Regions from separate parts of the Gossypium arboreum genome. Here region 1 is linked to region 2. Evidence: chromatin contacts called from public Hi-C data. All regions are on one chromosome and are shown on one strand. Each heading gives the region's core, a stretch centred on a gene start, on an enhancer-like site or on the middle of the called end of the contact. The rest is flanking DNA. Distances are from core to core; before and after follow the strand shown.

Evidence for each region. A called contact is a pair of places that touch in the nucleus more often than the background predicts.
Region 1: a contact with region 2 is called in a Hi-C map of leaf, with 2.5 times the contacts expected there. The contact joins the promoter of LOC108483446 here to the promoter of LOC108483252 in region 2. A contact is called at or near these places in 2 of 5 Hi-C or Micro-C datasets (both in leaf).

Annotation. Positions count from the first base shown.
Region 1 is chr1:75,906,792-75,912,526 of ASM2569848v2, forward strand. It overlaps LOC108483446, which reads right to left and starts at 3,632. Exons shown (of 4, transcript XM_017786849.2): 1 at 3,441-3,632; 2 at 2,710-2,819; 3 at 2,486-2,610; 4 at 2,004-2,406. The coding sequence starts at 2,794. The coding sequence ends at 2,173. It overlaps LOC108483445 (probable LRR receptor-like serine/threonine-protein kinase At2g16250), which reads left to right. Exons shown (of 6, transcript XM_053029055.1): 5 at 107-135; 6 at 556-1,629. The coding sequence ends at 1,157.
Region 2 is chr1:75,311,231-75,317,268 of ASM2569848v2, forward strand. It overlaps LOC108483252 (ABC transporter G family member 22-like), which reads right to left and starts at 3,811. Exons shown (of 11, transcript XM_017786541.2): 1 at 3,699-3,811; 2 at 3,019-3,417; 3 at 1,990-2,060; 4 at 259-494. The coding sequence starts at 3,406.

The sequences.
Region 1 (5,735 bases), core at 2,382-4,881, 600 kb after region 2:
AATAGATTATTTGAATTATTCGTCGATAATGTGTTTGCCGAGATCTTTTTCTGTATTGTATATTTATTCAATGCTCTAATATAAATTTTGACTCAATGATGTGCAGGACCTCTGAGCCAGGTCCTTCAGGTTCAGGTGCGTAAAACTTGATTGCATGCTTGTTAACATCCTTAGTTCTATATGTTATCATGGGTTAACATGTTAGGCTTAATAAAAGTAGTTCACTAATGTGTGAGCATTCATTTCATTGATTTGCCGTTCTTATCCTACAAGCACTGGAATTGGCATCATCCCTGCTTGAATTGGTTTTTTTTTATTTTTTGATACTATGCTTGAATTGGTTAATTTGACTGAAATTAAAGCAGTTATAACACATGGATAAAGATTATATCCATCACTTGTTCCTATAGTTGGAAACTGAAACTATAGATTTTTTGCCAAATTTGCGCATGGAATTGAGAATTATCTCAAAGAATATCGTTGGGGAGGGTTGATTCTGAATTATTAATAAGACATCAGCATCCGTTTCTTATATCAGTGTTTGGATATGGGCAGGTTCTTCTTCAACTACTTGTGCTTACGATGTGTACTGTTTCGGGAAGGTATTACTAGAGCTTATAACAGGCAAGCTTGGTATTGGTAAGGCAGAAGATGCATCTACAAAGGAGTGGCTTGAGCAAACCTTGCCTTGCATCAGTATATATGAAAAGGAATTGGTGACTAAGATCATGGATCCATCCTTGATTGTAGATGAGGATCTATTGGAGGAGGTATGGGCCATGGCAATCGTGGCAAGGTCATGCCTTAACCCCAAGCCTTCTAAACGACCCTCAATGAAACATATTCTTAAAGCATTGGAAAACCCTTTGAAAGTAGTAAGAGAGGAGAGTTTCAGCTCCGCAAGGCTAAGAACAACATCTTCTAGGCGGTCTTGGGGTTCTGCCTTCTTTGGTAGTTGGCGACAGAGCTCATCAGAGAGTGCCACCATCCCAGGCCACCAAAACAGAGAGGGTTTCAGTGGTTTTAGGCAGGCAGGTAGAGTAGGTTCTCATGGCAACGATGGAATTGAACACTCGTCTTCACGTAAAAGGTTGTCGAACGAAGTTTTCCCTGAACCCATGGAAATGCAAGACATGGAGATGTTAGATGAAAACTAACCAATAATCCTCAGTGTTTGAAGTGCCTGCTCAACCATTGTACCCAACAGTTTTTCTTTTCTAGTTGTGCTCTACAGCTATTATTTTATGAGGATACTTGTAGCCAGCAGGTGATCCAACCTGATTCAGATAAACTGGCTGAGCTGATACATCCCTTGGCTTAATGAAAATAGCGGAAGTCAGCCATGAAAAAGAAGAGAGCAAGAGCCCCGATTGTATCCAGCAAGATTCTTTCATACATTCAAAAGCTCAAAAGCTTGTTTGCAGTTGATTGTTACAACAAGCATAAATTTTTTCGTTGTAATTGCCTTTTTTCTCACATATCTGAACATGGAGAGTGTACAATTGTAACAGGTTAGGACCCCTTGCAGATTTATTAAGTTTACATTTTGTTAGTAGCAATCAAAGAAACACATTAACTGTATTCTTCCATTTGAGAAATTGGATTCAAACATTTGGCATCCCAGTAAAATCTCAAAACATAAACCGCTTGCATTTCAATAACTACAGTTCACTAAAAGCCCTATAAAGCTGCTTCATGTTAGCTGCGTCAAGCTCAGCCAATCAACTAGAAAAGACTACTTCCTAGTCAAAGCCATTCGAGAACAAAACTCATAAGAAAAATGAATCACATCAGACTGTTGGTAAAGTACCCGAGAGATTCCACCATTTTTTACTAGAAACTTATCTTAGAGGTCTTGTAAAAAGCTTGCATCATTTTATAGCATAATATCTTGCTCATGGCTGTGGAATACTTGTATGCTAGAGTCTAAAAACTATGCTATGCAGTAAAGAAAAATCAAAAGAAATGAATATCAAAAAAGGAAACCGGAACAGAAACAACCATACGGTAAATGGAACATGGGGAGCCAAACCTCATGTTTCTTTTATTTTGTATCTCTCCCAAGATCCTCTCTGATACAATTGATAGTTGAATATCCAATATCATTCAAAAAGTTTAGCTAACTATGAGATGCAAACTTGGTTGCCTAAACAAACAATAATGTCACAAACCTTACGTGGCTGTCTTTAGCTCTCCTGCATCAGCAGTAGCATAAAGGGGGTGAAGGACATGTCCTTCCTTGGGTTCAACATGTACCCATTTGCGCCCACTAAGCTTACGCGTCTCAAATTTCACACAACCTTCCTTTAGGGCATAGAGAGTATGATCTTTCCCAATCCCTACATAGTTTCCAGGATGGAAACGTGTTCCTCGTTGACGAACTATAATGTTTCCAGGAATCACCCTCTGCCACAACAATGCAAAATCTTCATATCATATCTATTATTACTAAATGGACGCATTTGAATTTGGATCATCCACTGACCTCGCCACCAAACTTCTTCACCCCAAGATTCTTGGGTTTTGAATCTCTTCCATTCTTAGTTGATCCAGCAGTTTTTTTACTAGCCCACCGCCTAAGCATCAAACTTAAGCCAGAAGAAGATCCATCTAAGCCACAAATAAATGAGGATAAGTTCCATGAAATTAGCTCAAAGAATTTAATAAATATTAAAAGCAATCAAAACAGCTCATTTCAACGAAGCATACCCGTGATTGTGCCAAACACAGGAGCGCTGGTAACTAGCTCCTTCACGCTTATCCTTTTGCAGAAGGTCGTTGCAATGTTAAACATATCTAATATCCGTAATCAAAGACACCTTGAAGAGAAATCAAATAACATGATTTTCATCAAATATTAAGTAGTACAAAGAAATCAAATTCCCGAGCTACTTAAGAACATAAAAACCATAAATCGATCAAAGCGAAATGACTGGGGGAAATTCGAGGGCTTTCACAATAGATATAAAGGGTTGTACCTGTCTCCTAATGTGATACGATTGGATCGATCGTCTAATTCATCAATTGCGGATCTTTTTCTAGGTTTTTTTTTTTTTTTCCTTTTCTTCTCTTGGTATGAAGTAATTATCAAACAAATTTTATAAACTCCTATAAATCATTCAGGAAAGCCAGCTTGCTCTAACAACATATAATCCAAGCAAAAGTTGAAATTAAAAAGGCAAAGTTTAGTAAGCTCAGACAATACTGAACCACATAGATCCTTAAATGATTGAATACACTGATATTGGTTTATGATTGTGCAATTTGTACAGCAAATTAATAAGAAAATTATAGATGGGGACCGAATCAAATAAAAGAAAAGCCCAAAAAAGGATCATGAAATACAAGAGATATATTTTGAACACACCCACAATTTCCATCCATTCAACAATGTCTAACTTACTCAAAGTACAAGAGAAAATTACTAAAACCAAACTGACCTTTAGCAGCTTTAGCTAACAATGGTTGAGCACTGGAAAAAAGGTTGCTTCATGTACCAGTTGGATGGCAGAGTAGCGGAGGCGAAGTGGTAGCAAAGGGGCAGCACACTATTTCAGCTTCTTGGGTTTTTTTCTTAGGTTAGAAATTGAAGTTTTGAACCAAGCCCATTGGGTAAATCTTTCAAAAGAAAAAGCTTACCCGTCAAAACACAAAAAACCCCTTTACTGAAAATGAAAAAACTTCAAAAATTAATAAAATATATTTAAAATTAAAATTAATAAAATATATTTAACATTATTAATAGTTTTTATTTCTTTCATAAAAATATATGTGTGTGATGAAACTAAATGGTTATCTTTCACCAGTATCTTGAACAAAGCAGTAAATGCTCTGCACTATGCACCGTGCCACTATCCAACAAGTTCGTTAAATACCTTTTAAACATCATCCCGATGTGGCTAAGGCTAACCACCATCCTTGGCTTCCTCGCCATGAATCAACTGTCTCCCAAGCTCTAAAAATGGATCTCCAATTCGGTTCTACCATTAAATTCCCCGCCGGTTCAAGCTCCTCGCAAATCATATCGAATGTGTGTTTACATATTCGAAACGCGCGTTTGAACCACCACCGGCATTGTCGGAACTAGCTGAAAGCGTCGAAGAACTACCGGCGACGGAGCCTGATTTACGAGCTCGCTTCTTTCTGGAATTACCCAACTCTTCTTCCGTTTCAAACCAGTAATTTCTTCAATTTTTGCTTCAGCTTCAAACAAAATTCAAAGCCAGTCAGCCATAGATGATGTTGTTCTTCTTGCTTTGCTCCCTCGTCTAAATAAGTCTTTAAACCCGTTGTTTTCTTCATTGGCCAAAGATTCATCACTAACTTTTCTACCCATTTTCTTGTTGTTCCCATTGAACCCATTTTCCATTTCCTCAAAGGAATCGAAGCTGTTATTATAAGAAAATTCTTGTTGATCAAAAACAAATGTGAAAGAACCCATTTCCATTTTACCAAGAATATTATATTTGTAATATTTTTATTAATTTTTTAAATAACTTTTATTAATTTAAAATAATTTTTAAATTTTTCTGTTGCCTTTCTCACATCTAGGCTTTTTTATCTGAATATTGTGAAAAAAAAAAACCTAAATAGTATGTTTGGTAGATTATGTACCGAAATGGTACATTAATGTAAGTGGAAGTTGGTGCATAAGCGGCACTACTCTAAAATTTAAAAGAGTAGACTAAAATATATATATTAAAAAATTGAAAATACCATCTAAATAGGCAACACTAAAGAAATACGAGTCATTTACATACGACCAAAACCCAACCCTCTGTCGACCTGCTGACATTAAGGTGACAGGACCACTAGTGATGCCTAATAGGTAGGCGGCACACCCCCTGGTCATGCCAAACTAATAGGCAACACAAGGGTGGTGAAGCCAACCTCATAAGCACACCTTTGACCCCTGCAACAGTGGCAGTGATGGGACAGGATTATGCCCGTGAAATGTGTTTTGGGGGCCATTATAAGGTCCCCAATGTCCCCATTTTGGCCGGATGAAAGGAAAAAGAAATTTAGAAGAAGAAGAAAAAGAGAGCGGGAAGGGAAGAAAGGGAAAAAAGAGAAGAAAATAGAAGTTGAATAAAGAGAAGAGAAGGGAAGGGAAAAAATAGAAAAGGAAAGGAGAAAGGGAAAGAGAAGAAGTTGTGTTTGGGATTTGAGAAAAAATTAGGGTTAGGTTTAGGGTTTGAAAAAAAATTAATCAAGAGGTTGTATTTGCAGTTAGAAGGATTTGGTGTTGAAAAGAATCATAAAAGGTATTTTTCTATTTACTAATTTTTTGTTATAAATAAATGTTTTTCTTTTTTTATTTATTTTGAAATTAATTTTTAATTTTATTGTTGTAAGGTATTATTTGGTTAAAAGAACTATTAAGGTATGTTGGTATTTATTTTATATTTTCATTCATAAGCTTGTTTTAATGTTTGTTTCAAGTAAAAAGCCTATTTATGTTATGTGGAAAGAATGTTTTATTTTTTATGTAATTTATTTGTCTTGTGTGTTTTAGGTTTATTAAATTTATTTTTATGTAAGTTATTTGTCATGTGTGTTTTAGGTTTATTAGATTTATTTTTTATGTAATTTATTTGGAATTTGTGAACGAAACCATTGAGTTGGAATTTATGAAATAAATTAAGAATAAGAGTTTACGTGTTCTAACTTTTTAGATTTTATAATTGGGAATAAGAGTTTATGTGTTTTAAATTTTGAAATTTCTTTTGAATCCT
Region 2 (6,038 bases), core at 2,561-5,060:
TATTAATTATATAAATATATTATGTTTTAGTTTTTATTTTGGAATTTTTAATAAAAAAATTTAAATTTGACTTCTATTTGATATTAATGATATGATTTTGATGTTGCGATTTGCACTTTATTGCAACATCATTTTTTTCCTTTAATATATATATATAAGGGTGACTTGCTTGACAAACTAGTGGTGTAAGTACTTGGACTACCATTAGTACTTAGACTGCAATAAAGACGGAAGTTGAAAAATTCAAAGAAAGATTACCTGCTTTTAAGAAACTTGGAGTAAGGCTGGTCATTATAGGTAACGGAACCGGCGACGGCGGAGTGAGTTAAACGGCCGCCGAGTATATTAAGAAGTGTGGTCTTCCCACTTCCAGAAGGTCCCATAAGTGCTACAACTTCACCAGGGCTCACATCACCCGATATTCCATTCAATATATCCCTCTCTTCACTGCTCGTCATTCCTTTTATTACCACCTTGTAACTCACTTCTCTGAACTGCACAGGTTTCACATCAATCAAAATAAACCCTTCATTCACTCTACTTTGCAATATTCATATAATATTATGGGTTATTATTTCGTCTTCTAGTAATTAATCTTACATATCAAATAATTTTCATAATAATAGCAATAAAATGATAAGATAATTTCATATTAAAATAGAGTTGCTAAATCTTTAAATTTAAGGTTCATTTGTTTTAACGAAAATGATTTATTTTTGAAAAATTAATATTTTTTAGTGTTTGAAAGAATTTGTGAAAAATTTTTATTGTTCGATAGATTTAAAAAAAATCATAAAAGCTATTTTCAATAAAACAAATATACATTTGAAATTTTCTTATCTTTTCATTGTTTAATTAAGTTTATTTTATATCTATAAATTTATATTTTACATTGTTTTTACATATATTAAAAATATTTTGTTAAATCTAGGTTCATTAGAATATCTTTTTTAGTTACATGACTACCAAGTGAGTATTTTTTTATTTAAAAATGCGATATCAACAAAATAGATAAAAAATTTAATGATGTTAATAATTGGACTTAATTTTCAAATTTGAGAAGTAAAAAGATTAAATTTTTGAAAATAAAACACAGAGACTAAATTCCAAATTTGTGAAGAGTACATGAACTTATGAAATATTTTAACTTTTATACTACAAAATATTTATTATTAATATATTTATAATTATAATAAATATTTTTATTAAAAATTAATATTGAATATTTATAATAATATTTGAAGAATATTATTTAAAATTATTATTTTAAAATTATTATTAAAATAAAACTGATATATTAAATTATTTATAAAATGATAAATTATATTAAAAATTTATTATATGATTAAATATAAATAATTAAATATGTATGTTTAATAATATTGAAAATTATAATGCTTTATATTAATATTTTAATAAATTTAAATATTTTAAAAATAAAAATAAAATTTATTATCAATATAATAATATTAAGCTTGATTTAAGTTAATTTTATATAAAAATAAAATTAAGAGCTATTTTTCAGAAAATAACTTATGATTTTCAAAAGGATAAGTTATTTTACAAGAAAAATAACTTATTTTTGATGATTTGTAAATTATTTTCAGTTGACCTAATTTTTATATAAAACAAACACAGGAAAATATAAAAATATTTTTTAAATCATTTTTCTTGAAACAGGGGTGAAACTAGAATTTAACCCTTTTGCATATAAATGCCACTGAACTTAATCGTGCTACCTATGTTTTGTGGATGCATATTTGAACATGAAGATATAACGTTTTAAAGATTTTCTATATAGAAAATTCAAAGAAAAATTAAACATACCCGTGTCGGATACATACCCGTATCCAACACTTAAACCTGAATCCAAGTATTAAAGTAATTCTGCTACAGTAGCCTGTCCATGAACCATTCACAAACACAGATTGAATATGCTGTTGGGAAGGGGATACTAGTAAACCCTGCATATGTTAAAAAAAATGTTACCTTCAAATAAATTGGCAATGTAGGCTCTGCTTGAAATTTTGGCCTGCAGATTCCAGCTTCAATATCTTCAGCTGCAATCAAAGGTTATTATCTATTTTAACAAATATTATGACTCATAGTTTAGATGAAAACTATATACAACAAAATTAAAAATTAATATAATAATTAAATATAACTTTGATTAAAATAATAAAATTAATATTAAAAATTATAATTCTTTTTCTCAAATCTTATCATATGCAAATATTTTATGAAAAGATATTATTAACCTATAAAATAGTATTTATTACTTTGTAAATATAAAATTTTTTGATAATTTTATAATTAAGTTAAGACTCAATTAATAGGTGACACAGATAGATAGATGATATTTTTACAACTCAATTAAGACTCCATTGATATTTGACATTAACTTGATAAAAACTAAAATATAATTTAAGTGATAACATGATTTGGTGGGTGATTTAATGATTAATATCTAAATTTATCCTAATAATCACAAGGGCAAAGTAGGATTTGGACAGTTCAATTTCTTCTCTTTGTATTTTCAAGAGACAATTTATAAGTTTGGCTATCATCATACATTTATGCTAATAATTTAGTTATAATTTCAAAAAATAATTAAAGGAATTAGTATTTTTAACTCTTTTCACAACCCTCACCAGAATTTGAAGTGACTAATTGCATAAAAAGGTGGTGAGTGGTGACCTTTATTTGGCCTGACTATTTTCAGGAAATAAAAACCAATCATAACTCTTTATCCATCGAACTTTTGTGGCCAGTAATACTTCTATTTTTTTAATGTTATTTTTATGCTTTTGTGGCCAAAAATAAATAATACATTTTAAATTAACAAAACTTCTAATATATATATATATATATATATAAATATAAATACAATTTGCTTCATGAAATGAAATTAAGCATTATTGCATGTATATTGTCTACAGTTTAATAAAAGAAGGAAATTAAATTAAATTAGTTAATTAACATTTTGCATGTAAAGGTAGAGATAATAAAAGAACTTACGTATATCGTCATCGCTGAAGAGTTTTGAATCGGCAATCTCATCCGGCGGAACGGTGAAGCCAGTGAAAGAGAAAGAAAAGCCCAAGCTAGCGCTAGAAGCACGGCTGAGCGCCGCCCCACTGCTCAGTTCTTCCAAGTCCAACTTCATCTGAGCGCTCCTCGCCTTCCTAATGTGTGCATTTCTACTACCGCCGCCACTGCTCCGCGCCGGCGATGCCCCCACTACAAACCGCCTGCTCGATTTCCGTGACAAAGTTCCACCGCTATCCGACGTTCCCGGCGCTAGATCACTCTGCGACGTAGGCGATTTGAAAACCGCCGCCAGCGTCTCCAACAGCTGATCCGATTTTGTTCGACCTAAAGTTGTTGAATTACTGGATTTCTCCATTTAGGAAACAACTGTATCCACATAAGATCAACCAAAATCAAAATTTAAAATAATAAATTGTTAAAAAAAATGAGGGAAGTGTATGGTTAAGAAGGGTTGCCCTTATGAACTGGTAACTATCAACTCCGTATAATAACGTAAAAAGATAATAAAATGATTTCAAATTTAACTATTTTTTGGCAAATGAATCAACTTCTTTGATAAGAAAACTCCGAGATTTTTCATTATCCGTACACTATTTTTAACTCTAAGGAACAAAACCAGAAAGAGCCAAAATATAAAATGTACTTACTTTGAAAAAAAAAAAAAAAGGTTTTTGCCTTTTGAACTGTAACAGCTTTCAGTACCAGTGTAGTACTTATAAGGTGCAATTAAAGGATGGGGAGAGTGAAGTTACCGAAACACCCTTTGTTTTGTTAAAATTTTACAAATAGACCCACAAAATCCAATTATAATTAGTTGGCTTGCTTGGTTATGAATCTGTGATGATTGGTGATAACTGGAGTTTTTATTAATAAACGACGGGAGATATAGGGTGGAACTAGCTACCGCCCATCACGCCCATCCTTTGTATTACACGTGTCCCAACACTTGTACATTTTCTTGTTGAAATTTTTCCTTCATTTTTAAAATCTTAAAGTGATAATTCTTTTGTATATTTTTTATAAATTTATTAATTAAATTAAGCATACACATAATTAGTGGTGCATTTATTTATATATTTATTTTTATATTACATTTTATAATATTTTTGTAACACTTTCAACTCGTTTGTAAATATTTTGGCCTCTTAAGAGGATGTATGGAATAATTTGAAGATATATAAATAAAATATTAATATCTATTACATTAGTAATATTTTTTATTATACAAACAATCTTAAAAATTACCATACATTTATAAAATATTTATTAACCTCTAATCTAATTTATGGAGTTTAAAATCTACGTCCAAATATTATTTCATAAATAAACACTTCAAAATTTTAATCCTATGATGTTTTTATAATTTTTCCCTATGTGCATAGCATAATAAGCTTATTATATGGGTGAAAAATAAAAAAACAATTTTTTCTAAAAGAATAATAATCATTAATAAATTAAAGAAATGCAAATAATTTTGATACTTAAACTTCCCGATAAACAGAAATTTTATAACTTTATACACTCCAAGTTTAAATCAATTCTAAAAATAATATTTTTAAGTTAATAATTTAAATTTGAAATAATCTAAATCAAATCTTAAAAAATTGATTAAGGGATCTAATATGAAATGACAAATCATGGTTCTTAATTTAATTTTTGTTAAATTATCTTAAAATTGATAGAAAAATTAATGTTTTTAATTTTGTTGATGTTACGTATACGTGGATTGTATATTAGCATTTGATTATTTTTTAAGATTTAAAAATATATATAAAATATTTTTATAATTTTTAATAATTTTAATGATTTTAAATTTTAAAAATAATTTTTATAATTTGTTTTGAATTTTAAAATTTTAAAAGTTAATTAAATATTGATATGTCATTCAAGTAATAATTCACGTGTATGATACATTTACAATTTTTTTTTCCATTTTGAGGTAATTTTAAAAAAATTAAAAACTAAAAAATAAACTATAATAACAATTTTATTATGCCAAGAAAAAGCGTAAGGAGAAAATATTTGGGTGCGAAAATGTATGATATGAAAAATTAAAGATGGAAAAAGAATGAAGTTGTAACGTAATAAATAGGGTGGTGGATGTGTGCCGCATACAGACAGAACCGTTGATGTCCAACTCGTCTGTTTGTCTGTTTCTTGTAGATTACCTCTTTATCAGGCAACCCAACAATTTTGGAACCTTGTACACTTCGCTTTCTTCAACTTTACTCTTCCATTTTCATTTTAACTTTACTCCCAAATTTCGCCATCTAGGGCAATATACATTTAAGATTATCAAACTCAGGCGCTCATCGTTATGGAAAATCATATGCAACAAATATATTTTCAAAATTTTAATCAACTTATTAATTTTTTAACAATGAACAACTTATATTTTAGTTAAATTATATAAACATAGAAATATCTATGCATTTTCACTTCTTCGCAACACTTTGTATCAAAGCCTCATAATAACGAGACCCAAATCTATTTGCCATTATAAGCTCTATTAAAGACCATCAATTAAGAATTTATTGAAATACATACTTTATTTAATAATTTAAATGTAATTAACTTTAATGCAAATCTAATCACTGTATAATACATTTTACAAAAAGTTGCAAACACGTTATTTTTATTTTATGTTTATGTCATATATTATTATAATTATGTCAGATAATAAAATAACATTAATTATTTTAATGAAACTATCGTTTTGAGCGTCTAATTAATAATATTTTACAACAAAAGAAATACTTATGTAAGAGTATTATTTAATGATTAAGTTTTTATGAATTATTTTGTAAAAATATTATTTCGTGCTACTTATGTCTAATTATAATATGGGGAAACGATTTTTTTCAGAAAAAGGAAAGAGTGGGACATAAAATTAAATTAAATTGAGGAATCTTGATATGATATATTGATGGGAGCAAATTTGTGTCCAAAAATATAGGATAATTTATTAAAAATAAAGTCTTTTTATA